2 separate regions of the Hordeum vulgare genome follow, and region 2 is linked to region 1. Evidence: chromatin contacts called from public Hi-C data. All regions are on one chromosome and are shown on one strand. Each heading gives the region's core, a stretch centred on a gene start, on an enhancer-like site or on the middle of the called end of the contact. The rest is flanking DNA. Distances are from core to core; before and after follow the strand shown.

Region 1 (7,050 bases), core at 1,150-3,649:
TCCAATGTCCATGATTAGGAAACCATGACCATCTATTCATTAACGAGCTAGCCAACTAGAGGCTCACTAGGGACACATTGTGATCTATATATTCACACATGTATTATGGTTTCTGGTTAATACAATTATAGCATGAATAGTAGACAATTATCATGAACTAGGAAATATAATAATAACCACTTTATTATTGCCTCTAGGGCATATTTCCAACATGTGTGTCCTTAGCTCAAGGAGAATACGGTAGGGATTGTGTGTCCTTTGGTTTCAATATCAAGCCGCTCCAAACCAGACGTGCAACTATCACAGCAGTTGGAACTGGGTCATCAACAACTGTCTTCATCAAGCTACTGGTTTTATTTCCTCAACTCTCTCATTTCCTCAATTGCATGTTGAAGACTTTCATCTATACTTGTGACTTGTGCAAACCGAATCGCTGAAATCACGGTGAGTACTTTGAAGTAGATGTTTTTGCACTTCTGACTTTGTACTATTTCCGATGCACTCAGTTCATGACTGAGGACTTTTCTCACTAGGAATTTCCTCAGTGATGAAATTGTAAAAATCGCCTATTCGCCCCCCCCCCCTCTAGTCGATGTAACGCACTTTGAGTGTTGTTGCCACTAAGGATAAAATGATGGAGTTTATTCATATTAGTTGAGTTTACTTTGTCTACATCATGTCATCGTTCTCCATGCATTACCCTGTTTGTCATGAACTTAATACGTAGAGATGCAAACATAGAAGCGCTCTTGAAGTGGAGTAATAGTAGTAGGTGTAGGCAGGAATCGGCCTATTTCTTATGGATGTGATGCCTATATTCACATGATAATTGCCGTGAAAATCACATAACTATCCGCTTTCTCTCAATTGCCCAACAGTAATTTGTTTACCCACCGTATGTTGCTTTCATGAGAGATGCCACTAGAGAACACTATGGCCCCCCGGGTTTATTCACTTATATATTCAGAAAACTTATAATTTCCTCGTTGTTCTTATTTTTCTTTTATTTTATTTTGCAATTTACAATTATACACACCTCATTCGCTTGCAAATAACAAGATCAAGAGGATTGACAACCCTCTTGCTCGCGTTGGGTCCAAGTTGTTTTCTATTTTATGTGCATCAGCTGAAGACGATTGATGATTGATATTCCTATTGGTTCGATAAACCTTGGTTTCTTAACTAAGGATAATAATTTCCCGCATTGTGTTGCAACTACCCGTTCCTCTTCACAGAAAATACTAGGCAGATCACAAGTATTAGTGACGGAGGATATTAATTACCAAAACCAACGACAGCGTTCCATACGAACGCACTCGGTCGTACGCGTGCCCGTATGAGGGCAAAAACACCTCCAATTGATTCCTTTCGACGATTGAGGTCGAAGTTTTTTTTCTAAATGATCATTTGCTTTGTAATTAATGTTGATTATCTCTCAAACTCCGTAGCTAATAAATCTCCACAGCATCTACCTTTCATTTATTTATTTTTACATGTTGGGTATACGAATCGTTCGCATACTGAGTCGATGTTTTTATTCGGTGTATTATTTTTGCAAGGGCTTGGGCATTATGTGGTGACGTGTACGGTGTGGTGCCTGATAACCCACAAGTGTAGGTGTTCGTTTGTAGCCTTTTAATAAATAAGAATGTTAAACCCAACTAGGTGCTAAAGATAGAATTAATATTCTTTCAAGTTTTATCGACCACCTATACAACTCTAAGCGCAACGATGAAACTTGAGAGGGCCAAACCGACAAGGATACATATGAGGAGGTAGATTCCTCCATGAATCGAGCATCTGGTCTTGCACGACAAGCCTTCTGAAATCTTTTTCATATGTGCCACGACCCGCTCAACTTGTCTAGGGCGGAATCGACAAGGAGTCCTTAGCCCGGTGGGACAGGCTGTGAGTCGATGTGGTGAGAAGGCCCCTTAGACGGGACACCGTCATATTTCTATAGAAATTTATAACAATGGAATTATATAAAAAAGAATGTATGCGAATAATACTCCACGCCATTTTTGATGATGTGATGACTTGCATATATATATTTAAATTAGATTTTAAGATGTTCTGAAAAACACACCCACACATGAAGCCCGGGAGAAAAAAAAATCCACGCTCATGGGACGTGAGAATCTTTCCAGATTTTTAGGGGCACAATAGTCATTTTCATAAAAAGAAAAATGACCGTAATAGTCATTTTCATTCCTCCCTCGCCGTGCTGGCCGGTTCTTGACTTGCCTCGAGTCAACGGTCGTTTCCCGCCAATAAGACCGGGCCGGTCGCGATATGTCCCCCTCACGCCAATCTGGCACGTCCATCCATTCCACAAACGCATCGTAGCCGTGCATTGTTTCCACACGGTAATCCCCAACTAGGCCATTATTAATAGCTCTGCTCTCCAGTCTCCACCCACCCCGTCCCCCACATAAGCCGGAACCTTCCTCCCCACACGAGCAACGAGCTAAACGTTTGGTGACAATGGCGTTAGCGGCAGGTACGCCGAGCAAGCGTCCCGTCCTCTTCCTCGTCTCTCTCGCCACGCTCCTCCTCCTCGTCTCAGCTGTCCAGTGCTATGACAGCCGCCACGCCGTCATGCGCTCTGCCATGGCCCGCCGGTCCCGTCCGGGGATCCGGCATGTGCACCACCGCCGGACCGGGGTGCCGCACCGGTACGTCCTCGCGGAGAACGCCCCCAACTCGACCGTCGGCGGTGGAAAACAGAAGAACCGCACCTCGTCGCCGGCGGCAAACAACGGCACCTTTCCGTCGGCGCCACCGGCGGCCGAGCAGGGCAAGCACCACCGGAGCCACAAGCACAGGGTGCGCAACTGGATCATAGGGTTCGTGGTCGGGTCCCTCGCCGGCGTCATCTCGGGGCTGGGCGTGTCCGTGCTGTTCCGGCTGGCGCTCAACTGCATCCGCGGGCGGTACCGGAACAAGTCCGGCATGGTGATCTTCACCCCGAAGCTGATCAAGCGAGCGGACCACCTGGCGTTCCTGGAGAAGGAGGACATGCTTTCCTCTCTGGCCGTGATCGGGCGCGGCGGGTGCGGCGAGGTGTTCAAGGCGCAGCTCCCCGTGGAGACCGAGGGGGAGGAGCCCAAGTTCATCGCCATCAAGAAGATCAAGAAGCAGGTGGGCGACGGCCACGGGCAGAACAACAACCTGAGCGACGAGGAGAGCCGGCAGCTGGACAAGTGGTCGCGGCAGATACAGTCGGAGATCCGCACGGTGGGGCACATCCGGCACCGCAACCTCCTGCCGCTGGCGGCGCACGTGCCGCGGCCGGACTGCCACTACCTCGTGTACGAGTACATGAAGAACGGCAGCCTGCACAACGCGCTCAAGCCGACGCCATCAGAGCTGGAGGAGGGCGGCGGCGACGGCGGGGTGCGGCTGGCGTGGCCGGCGCGCCTCCGCGTGGCGGTGGGCATCGCGTCGGGGCTGGAGTACCTGCACGTGCTGCAGCAGCCGCAGATCATCCACCGCGACCTGAAGCCGGCCAACATCCTGCTGGACGACGACATGGAGGCCCGCATCGCCGACTTCGGGCTGGCCAAGGCGATGCCGGACGATCACACCCACGTGTCGACGTCGCACGTCGCCGGCACCATGGGGTACATCGCGCCGGAGTACCACCAGACGTACAAGTTCACGGCCAAGTGCGACATCTTCAGCTTCGGGGTGATCCTGGCGGTGCTGGCGACGGGCAAGGAGCCGACGGACCAGTTCTTCGTGACGGAGGTGGACGAGGTCGGGCTCGTCAAGTGGCTGCGCCGGGTGGTGCAGAACGGCGACTACGCGGAGGCCATCGACCCCGCCATCGCCGGCGCCGGGCACGAGGAGCAGATCCTGCTGGTGCTGCGCATCGCCGTCTTCTGCACCGCCGACGACCCCAAGGAGCGGCCCGCCGCCAAGGACGTGCGCTGCATGCTTGCCCAAATCAAGAACTAGAACCACAACTACTAGTAACGTATCGTCGCGTGCATGCCCAAATCAGGCAGCAGTTGAACAAGCCGAAATTCGTGTAAGTATTGGTCGTCGTCGTCGTCTTCAATTAATCAATTGGGTATGTGTCATGCGTGACTGTGTGTAGAATAATGTGGCAAGTGCTGGGTCAGCGGGTCAAGCATGGGGCCGGTCGATCGATAAGGACCGGAAAGGAGATGGAGTATCCGTGTAACACGCTATACTATTTCATGCAAATGAGATTTGGGACGGGTATATTTTTCTTGACATGGACGTGTGTTGTTTACAAGATCCAACTGCGTATCTGAAGAATGATTATGAATCACGTCATATGATCGGATCCATAAGCTTGATCCACCAGATGGCGTTACCTGCGGTGCACTGATGTGGTAAGCACTTTTCGGAGCTACTGGTGCACTGATGTCTTAATTGGAACGAGTCGCGCCTAGCTTTTGTATGCATCGTCTTGTGGTAGTGGAGAACTGGAGAAAATAGACCACCGGATCAAGATGGATATGATGAAAGTTAAATAAATTGGACAAACAATTAAGAAAAGTTGCCGTTTTCCCCACTGGTACCCCTATACACCCGGAAAGAGAGAGTACTCCTATTTGTGTTCGCTGCATCTGTTCACCCTGTCATGCTCGTGCTCGTGTTCGCTGCATCTGTTCACCCTGTCATGCTCTACAGCTTCAGCGATGGGGGTCCATTAGTGTCGATGAGCGACCGGAAGAATAGATGGGGAGGAACGACGGGACCTCCGTTGGGTATGAGGCTGCAATGGACTTGGGCGTCCCGTCACAACACCACCTAGTCTCTTCGCTGCTTGATTGTTTTCCAAATCAAAAGTCAAAATTTTGCCTCATCAATTAATTAAAAAATTGAATTATTCAGTTAATTATTGAAAATTCAGGAAAAAACGGTGGATCAGACAGCATACGGACTATGCGTTAAAAAAATTATGACCCCACAATCAACCCGACAAACATACATAACACAGAACAACAACTGTTACTTGCAATTCTACGTTGCAAAGAAACCCCCAATCAAACCAAAGTTAAAGACAACGGACATCATCAAATCCATGAAGACGAGCCAACCAAAGATTGTAATCGAATCTTCCTTTTTGAGCGAAAGATTGTGCTCGAATAGACTGAGCATCATTAACCTAACCAACTGGGCCGGTCTTAGCATGCTGGCCCGATAGCCCGCATGCCTGGCCCAACATGACCATAAACGACATGTGCTGGCATGTGGCCTACCCAGGGTTGTGCTTGGACCGTGAGGTTTTAACGAGTACCGGCACGGACACGACACATTTTTAGCCCAAAAATTTGCTGAAAATAGGCTCAAGATAGACAAAATCAGACGTGTTGATAGGTTAAATATACCGATGGGCAGTACCGTTTCCTTACTATGTTGTGTCTATGTCAGGGAGTCCAGCACGCGTGTTGCCTGGGAGCTCCTATGCAGCGGTGCAGGGGGCCGTTAACTATTCGGCGCCTGCAGCATCGCTGGCATGGACCGGCCCACTAGCTGGCTATCCGGTTTTTTTTTTCTGTTGATTCAATAGAAACAAAAGCTTATACTTTCTATTTGTTATGAAAATCAAAATATAAAATCACAAAAAATTACAGATTTAAAGAAAAAGGTTCATCCATTTGAAAAAAAGTCCATATCTTTAAGAAAGATACATCAATTTTGAAAAAACTTCATCAATTTTAAAAAACAAATCTTTAAATTGAAAGAAAAGTTCATCCAATTTGGAAAAAGTTCATTAAATTTCATTATTTTTTTAAAAAAATCATAGAAATTGAGAAAAAGTTCATGTATTTTTAAAATCAGTTCACTGAATTGAAAAAAAAGTTCATAAATCTTTACAAAATTCATCAATTTTTATAAAAAATCATCAATTTTGAAAAAAATGTTCATAAAATTCAAAAAGTTCTTCGATATTATAAAATTAATAGAATTCAAATATTTTAGATAAGGTTCTTCGATTTTCAAAGAAAACTTCAAAACATTCTTTGAAAGTGAAAAAAGTTCATCAATACTTAAAAACCTTTAAGAATCTTAAAAAGTAAAATCGCCGACCGACGTCTAGATGGGCCGGCCATTTTACAAACGCCGGTGCTAGTAAATAAAAATGCATATTAATTGATGCTTGTCGCGCCAAATAGGAAACGTCGTGTCGTCCAACTCGACCTGCCTAGTTAAAGAAAATGCTATTTTTCGCCATAAGTGAGCCGGAAAGGATCTCTCGCTGCAGACCTTACAACACTCGGGCCGGGCCATTCGTGAATAGTAAACAGAAAAAGAGAACGGAAATACAGTATGGCTCCTGAACCGCACAGGGCCGGCGTCCTGACTAGTCCAGCCTAGTTTCGTTACTTTTTTCTATTACGTTTTCTCTTTTGTGTTTATTTTCTTTTTTTCGGTCATTTTTTCATTCCTTTTTTCCTTTCCTTTTGTATTTGAAGCAATAAATAATTTTCGAATTTGAAAAACAATTTTGAAAAATCTTAAACAAATTTGGAAGCGCGAACAATTTTTTAAAGAACAAGCCTTTTCTGAATTTTGAAAACGAGAACAATTTTGAAAAATCCCGAACAAATTTGATAGCGCAAACAAATATTTCAAGAACGAACATTTTTTGAAATTTGAGAACAAATTTGGAATGGAGAACAGTTTTGAAAAGTCGTGAATAAAATTGGAAGCATGAATATATTTTTTATAGCACGAACATCTTTTGAATCTTGAGAATTGTTTTTGAAATGAAGAACAGTTTTGAAAAAGCCGGAACAAATTTGGAAGTGCAAATTTTTTTTTAAAGCATGAATATTTTTGAATTTTGAGAACGAATTTTGAAACCAAGAAAAATTATGAAAAATCCTGAACAAATTTGGAAGTGCGAACAATTTTTCAAAGCACGCACATTTTTTGAATCTTGAGAACAAAATTTTGCAACGAGATCAATTTGATAAAAACCCAAAGAAATATGGAAGCACGAACAATTTTTAAAAGCATGAACATATTTTGAACCTAGCGAACAAATTTTAAAATCGAGAACAA
Region 2 (7,050 bases), core at 2,569-5,068, 160 kb before region 1:
TTGGCCTCTGTTTTAATTGTTTTAGAACTTTTAATTACATGCAAAAATGTTGATTTATATTTTACAAGTACTTATGAAATATTTTTAACCAAACCATGATTTTAGTTTTCAGGTTTGTGAATTTCTCAATTCACCTTTTATTTGAATATTGAATTTTTAACTTGCAATTTCTAATTTGCCTTTGATTTTTTTATCAGTGGCATTTTGGCTTAATCAATCTTGATTACATGGCATCATTAGCATGTGATAACTGTAGCTTAACTACCGGGGCGTCACAACTAGAATGACTCGAAGCCGAGCCGCTGTCATCATCCATTCCTCATCGGAACCCGACAAACCTTATTGTAGTAGACAATTAGAAAGTCATCGTTCTAAGGTTTTTAAAGGACGAGGGCATCAGAGAAACAACCATCGCTGATGAAAAGAGCCGTAGACTAGAAAGAGCATGTAACCACACAAACAAAGGCGAGCCAAAAATGGATCCAAAAATATCCACCGAAGATAAGCATCAACCGAATCCCGCGAGATCCGACGTAGAAACACCTTCACATGCCATCCGACGAAGATATAAGCACCGTCAATTGGGAGTTTGGGCGTGGGAGGCATTATTCCGACCGAAGGACATGGTCGCCGCCTAATATTTGCGAGCAAGACGTTGAACCTATAAGAGCATCTCCACTCGCCCCCAACATGCCCCCCAGGATGCCTTCTTTAGCGCCGCCGGCGAAAAAGCCGCCCAGCCTCGCCCCAACTCCTCGTTTATCGTCGGATTTGCCCAAAACTAGACCCGGTGACCCTAGGACAAACCCAGTCCCCGGGGGCGCTTGGGGGCGTCCGACTCTATTTTTGCATGCACAAACCCCACTAGTCAGCCTCTCTCCTCCCTTTTTGTTCTAGGACCACCATGTGCATGCACAAGAGGAATCTCTCCTCTCTCTCTCTCTCTCTCCGCATGTGTCTGATTGGGGTGGGGATGGCTGGAAAAAAATTCGGCCCCAGTGCAAAATTTCCGTCGGGGCAACCCCACGAGGCCGAAAAACACCTCTTGGGGGCACAAACGGCTGGAGATGCCCTAAGAGCATCTCCACTCCCCCCCCCCCACACACAACAGCCCCCTAGAGTGTCTTTTTAGCGTCGGTGGCGAAAAATCGGCACAGTCGCGCCCCAACTCCTCGTCCAGCGTCGGATTTGGCTAAAACTAGCCCCGGCAACCCCATGCCAAACCCAGCCCCTTGGGGGTACTTGGAGGCGTCCAACGCTATTTTTACATGCACAAACCCCACCGGCCAACCTCTCTCCTCCCTTTTTCTACTAGGGCCAACATGTGCATGCAATAAAGGAATCTCTCATCTCTCTCTTTCTCTCCGCATGTGTCCGGCTGGGGTGGGGGACGGCTGGAATTTTTTTCGCCCCCACTGCAAAAATTGCGCCGGGGCAACCCTAGGAGGCCAAAAAAGCCTCCTCGGGGACACAACGTGTGGAGATGCTTTAAAAACAACATTGAGTTCCCTCCCGTTGGAGAGGGTCTAAGATCCTGAGCACCTCCTTGGCCCAAAGGCTAGCAGGGGCGGGATGGACCGCTGGCGATGCCGGCGAGAGGATGAAGAAGATTTTTTTGGGAAGGAGAAAAAGACGACCACGTACAAGAGTGCTCCCTTGGCACACCAGCATGTTTTCCAGCACGGAGAACATATTGGGCTGAGTAACTGTGTCGCATCATCATGCCGTATTTATTTTTGTTGTTTTTTGTTTTGTTTTTATTCACATTTTTTTTTCTTTTTCTTCTTTTTTACTTTTGTTAGATTTCCAAATATTCTAAATATAAACCATAAGCACCACTTTAAATAAATTTATGAATGTTAGCCATGCATTTGAAATATGTTAAATGCATAAACATATGTCTCATGTGTATGAAAAATGTACAATGTCAATCAAAAAATATACATGAAATTAAAAAATATACATTGTAGAAAAAATGAATCATACATTAGAAAATGCATATTACATTGAAAAGATGTTCAGAAGTTTGGAAATTTTGTTCCTGACATTTTCAAATAAAATGTTTGTACAATGTGACAAATGTTGCATATTTTTGAAAAAATGGTTTCATCACTAGAAAAATGTCCCAGTGTATATTTAATTTTTTAACATGTATTCGACATTCAGAACATGTTTTAGAAAAAATGTATTTATAAAATGTGAAATAAATAATTAAAACTGTTTTATTTGTATAGAAAAAGTTTACAATATTTATGAAAAAAGTAGATATCAAAAATATATTTCAAAGAATGATAATCATTGATTTGAAAACTTTTAAACATGTGTAAAACAATTTCCAACATATATGATAAAAATGTACAATGCATATGAGAAATGTAGACATGTGTTGGAATAAAACCGAGAGAAAATCAGTGAAAACTGAAGAAATAAACAGAAAACCAAGAAAGTGAGATCGAAAACTAAGACAAAAAAAGAACAAAACCGAAGAAAAGACCACAATATCTGATGATAAAAAGAACAGCGGAAACAGAGAACTATAAAAAACAGAAGAAATCCATAGAAAACCTGTGGAAAACTAGACTTCTAACAGTGGAAAAAAAGGGAAAATAAATAGAAAAAGAAGTCGAGCTGATTGGGCCCGGCCCTCTGTTTCCCACTAGGCGATTCGTATTTGCAATTGGGTAGCTCCTAGTCAGCGGTCCAGTTGTCCGGTAACGATCCAGGAAACACTCTATTTGACGCTCTTTGGGTCAAATAGGCGGACAAACGCACAGAAGCTGTCAGCCAGCGACAGGTTTGGGCCAGCCCATTAGCAATACCAGTTTTCGGAACCTAGGATTTTAGCAAATTTTCTTCGGTTTTGGGAACTATCTACAAGATTCCCTGAACTGGTTTTCATTTTTAACTTTTTTTTATTCTTTTTTTTCTGTTTCTGTTTAAAAATGTTTCGGAATTTAAAGAAATATTTAAAATTGAAAAAAATAGTTCTGAAATTTGAAAAAATGTTCCGTATTTTGAAAAATATTCCGCAATCTGAAAAATGTTCCTAAATTGAAATTTTGATTCAGATTCTCAAAAATTGTTCGGTAATTTGAAAAAATGTGCCGAAATTTATAAAATGTTCCAGAATTTGAAAAACGTTCCGGATATTCATAAAATGTTCCGGAAATTGAAACAATATTCTGAAATTTGAAAAAATGTTCCGAATTTGGAAAGGTGTTGCGGAATTCGAAAAGGTGTTGCGGAATTTGAAAAAATGTTCTGGAATTTTCAAATTCAGCAACATTTTTCAAATTGCAGAACATTTTTTTCAAATTAAGGAACACCTTTTCAAATTCCGGAACATTTTCCCAAATTCGGAACATTTTTCCAAATTTCGGAACATTTTTTGACATTCCGTAACATTTTATGAATATCGGGAAAAAATTCAAATTTCGGAACATTTTTTGCAAATATGCAAAAAAAATTCAAATTTAGAATCAGTTTTCACATTGCGGAATATGTTTTCAAATTACCGAACATTTTTTCAAATTTCAGATCATTTTTTCAAATTCTGAAACATTTTTGTCAATTCTAGAACATTTTGAAAATTCTGAAACATTTTTTGAAAATCCAAATCATTTTTAAACAGAAACAGGAAAAAAAGACTAAGAAAAAAAAAGCTAAAAATGATAAATAGTTCAGGGAATCTTCTAGATAGTTCCCAAAAATGGCAAAAAAACTGGTTCCGAAAACAGGGATTGCTATGGCCCGGCCCAAACCTGTCGCTGGCAGGCAGCTTGTGTGCGTTCCCCGCGTATTTGCCGCATAGTGCGTCAAATAGAGTTTTCTTGGAGATCCCAGGATCCAGCGCCTACAATTTCACTGCAACGGTCTGGCCCACTAAGACGCACGCAATCAGTCCAGTTTTTTTATTCTATTATTTTGTTTTACGTTAATCCAGAAAGAAAAATCGTCCAAATTTTGTATTTATTATGAAACTGAAAATATTAAACTAAAAATATTTTACAGACTTGAAGAAAAAGTTTCATCCATTTTAAAAAGTATTCATATATTTTAAAAAGTTTCATCAATTTTTTTAAAATTTAATTGAAATTGAAACAAAACTTCAGAAATATGGAAAAATCACAATAAATTTGTAAAAAAACTTACTAAATTTGAAAAACAAATCACAGATATTGAAAAAAAGTTCATGTATTCTTTCAAGAAGTTCATTGAACTGAAAAAAAAGTTTAAAACCTTAAAATTTTCATTAATTCTGAAACAAAGTCGTCTATTTTAAATAGATGTTCATCCATTTCAGAAAATTTCATAAAACTTTAATATTTTGTAAAAGGTTGATCGATTTCCCGAGAAAACTTCATCAAGTTCTTAAAAAATTCATTGAAATTTAAACAAATTCATCGATATTCAATAATTCATAGAGTTTTTCAGAAAAAGTCATCATCCGACGACTAGATGGGCCGGCACATTTAAGAATGCTGCAGGCGCCAGTTAACAAAATGCACGTTCATTGGCGCATGCAGCGCTAAATAGAAAATGCCTTGCAATTGGTACGGGCGAGACATATCCCTAGCGGTCACAAGACAGCGCAACAGGCTTTTAGGAGCAGCTCTCGAGATGAATTTGAATATGGTCATGAATTTACTAAAATCGTTAATTAAGACATACTCTTTGCAAAGGTCGCTATTATTTCCTTAGGTTGTCAAAATTAGTATATTACATGTGCGTCAGTTGTCATAACCTAGAAGTTATCTATTTTTCATAGATTTGTTTATCAAAACATTTTATCTCTTAAACCGTGCGTCTAAATCTTGAACCGTTTTCACCTTAAATTCCTCGTGTTGACGTCTTCAAAACTAGATCTCAGGATGATAATTTTCTATGAATTGTTTTCCATGAAACACATTTTTTTAATTTTTTTCCTTTCCGAAAAGGCACAACTATTCCTGTCGTGAAAAAATAACGCCTTTTTGTTCTTTTCGAAGAGGTACAGGCATGTGCCTTACGGAAGTAAATCCGTGCAGGATGAAAAGTAAATTTATGACTCCCACGAGAAAAAAATAATTATCCATTCTCCGAGAGGCACAATTTTGCCCCTCGCGAAAACAAATCCATGCCTTCATGAAAAGAAAGTCTATGCCGCTCGCGGTAGGAAATAATATGTTTTTATTTTCAATTTTCCTAGAGGGACATGTGTGCCTCTCACGAGAGCAATTTTATGCTTCCGCGAGAAGTAAATTTATGCATTTCGCGATAGCAAAATAATGTGTTTTTTAGTATTTCAGAGAGGCACACCTGTATTTTTTTTCCTAGAGGTACAATTGACGAGAACAAATTTATGCATTCACAAGAAGTAAATGTATATCTCTGAGAGGAAATAAAATACGGTTTTTGACAAAATTTATTTTCTGTCCAAAACCTAAGAAAACCAGGATAAACCGAAAGAAGGGGGAAATCCATCTAAGTATTGTAGAAGCGTACAAAAGATTTCAAAATAAAATTTAAAAAAGGCATCAGCACGCGTCGAATGGCGACGGCGGCTCAGAGTGCGCCCAGTGATGCGCTCACAGCCACCAAGGAGTACTAATTGTTTAGTTGTTTAACGCCCGCCACAGGAGCCACCATAAATGCACAGGTCCAGCGGAGGAGCAAATCTCGCTGTATAGGCAGGTCCAGCGGAGGAGTCCTGCTCTCGCGCCCACAATTTTATTATTTTTATTTGATACTTTTATTTTGATTACTAAAATTTAAAACAATTCTTAAATTTGAAAAAACTTTCATTGAACGTTCTAAAACTGTTTATGTAATGGGAAAAAATATTTTAACTTGAAAAAAATAGATTACGTTAAAAACAATTGACATTTAATATATGTTCATGTATTTCAACAAATGTTTCTTAAGAAAATGTTTTCACAACAAACCAAGAAAATCCACGTAAATCAAAATAATATTTTTCCCCTTCAAATTATGTGTGTAGCGTTTTAAAAAATGCCTCTGGAATTGTTTTAAAATAACATACAGTGCAAAAAAGTGTTATATATTTTTTTAATGTAAAGTCATTGGAAAAATGTGACTAAATTTTAAAAATGTCCATGTGTTTAAAAAGCAGGTTTCTGGAATTTATTGGAGAAAAATTTCATGTAATTCAAAACATTGTGACGTGCGATTCAAAGTAATGTTCAACGTCTATTTCATTTTAAGCATGTGTTAAAAAATGTTCAAAAAATGTATTCAAAAAAACATAAATCAAAATGTTCAGTGTGTACTAATAAAGTGTTCCAGAAGTATATGAAAAAATGTACATTTTGTACTAAAACAATAGTATGCTGAAAAATGAAAAAAGAGACAAAAAATGAAGAAGAATGTAGCAACCCATAGAAAGAAACTAAAATCCAAAAATAAAATCTGGAAGAAAGAAAAGAAAAAAAATGAGAAAAATCTTGTTAAGGAACACATAAACCCTAAGAAAAATCGAAGAAACGAACTGAAGCCAAAAAAATAATTGAAAGGAAAATTTAGAAAAGAAGAAGAAAACAAGTGGAGAAATGCAGAAAAACCAAAGAAAATACTGAAAATCAAAACAAAAAACCATAAGAAAAACTTAAAGGAAACCAAAGGAAAAACATACAAGTGGATTGGCTTTTAGCAAAACTCCTTCATGCGGGATTAATATATGACTCGCTATAAGCAAGAAATAGCTCTCGAGTTGTTCCAACCCCGTATGCATTGTGCCACCAACGAGCCAACTCATCTAGCCCACGAATGGCCCCTCAAAAAGATCTAGCCCACAAATTGCATGTACCAATGGACACATCTAGGCTAGCTCGCACTCTGCAAGTGCGTGCATGCAACCCACACCTACTAGACGACCGGGGTGTATGAACACAGCCTAGCTCGGCCCCAATATGCACTCACTCCTGGACTGTGTCGCCTCGTGCCCTAGCCCATCCTGCGTATCGACACCCAATTTTCTACTCACCCGGTCTCTCCCAAAACACATACTGCTTTCGATCTCTTTTCACAAGACAATCCCCAATATTTGCCAAG

Evidence for each region. Hi-C and Micro-C count contacts between places; a contact is called where the count stands out from the background.
Region 2: a contact with region 1 is called in a Hi-C map of seedling, with 6 times the contacts expected there. The contact joins the enhancer-like site here to the promoter of LOC123408237 in region 1. A contact is called at or near these places in 4 of 6 Hi-C or Micro-C datasets (leaf and seedling).

Annotation. Positions count from the first base shown.
Region 1 is chr7H:128,131,939-128,138,988 of MorexV3_pseudomolecules_assembly, reverse strand. It overlaps LOC123408237 (leucine-rich repeat receptor-like serine/threonine/tyrosine-protein kinase SOBIR1), which reads left to right and starts at 2,399. Exons shown (of 1, transcript XM_045101391.1): 1 at 2,399-4,245. The coding sequence starts at 2,488. The coding sequence ends at 3,963.
Region 2 is chr7H:128,295,914-128,302,963 of MorexV3_pseudomolecules_assembly, reverse strand. No RefSeq gene overlaps it. Among protein-coding and RNA genes, the nearest start is that of LOC123408237, 160 kb to the right of the region's middle. Within about 2 kb of position 3,818, at least 3 of the 3 cell types and tissues checked have open chromatin away from gene starts, as enhancers often do. A contact at or near this core is called in leaf and seedling, where this site is marked.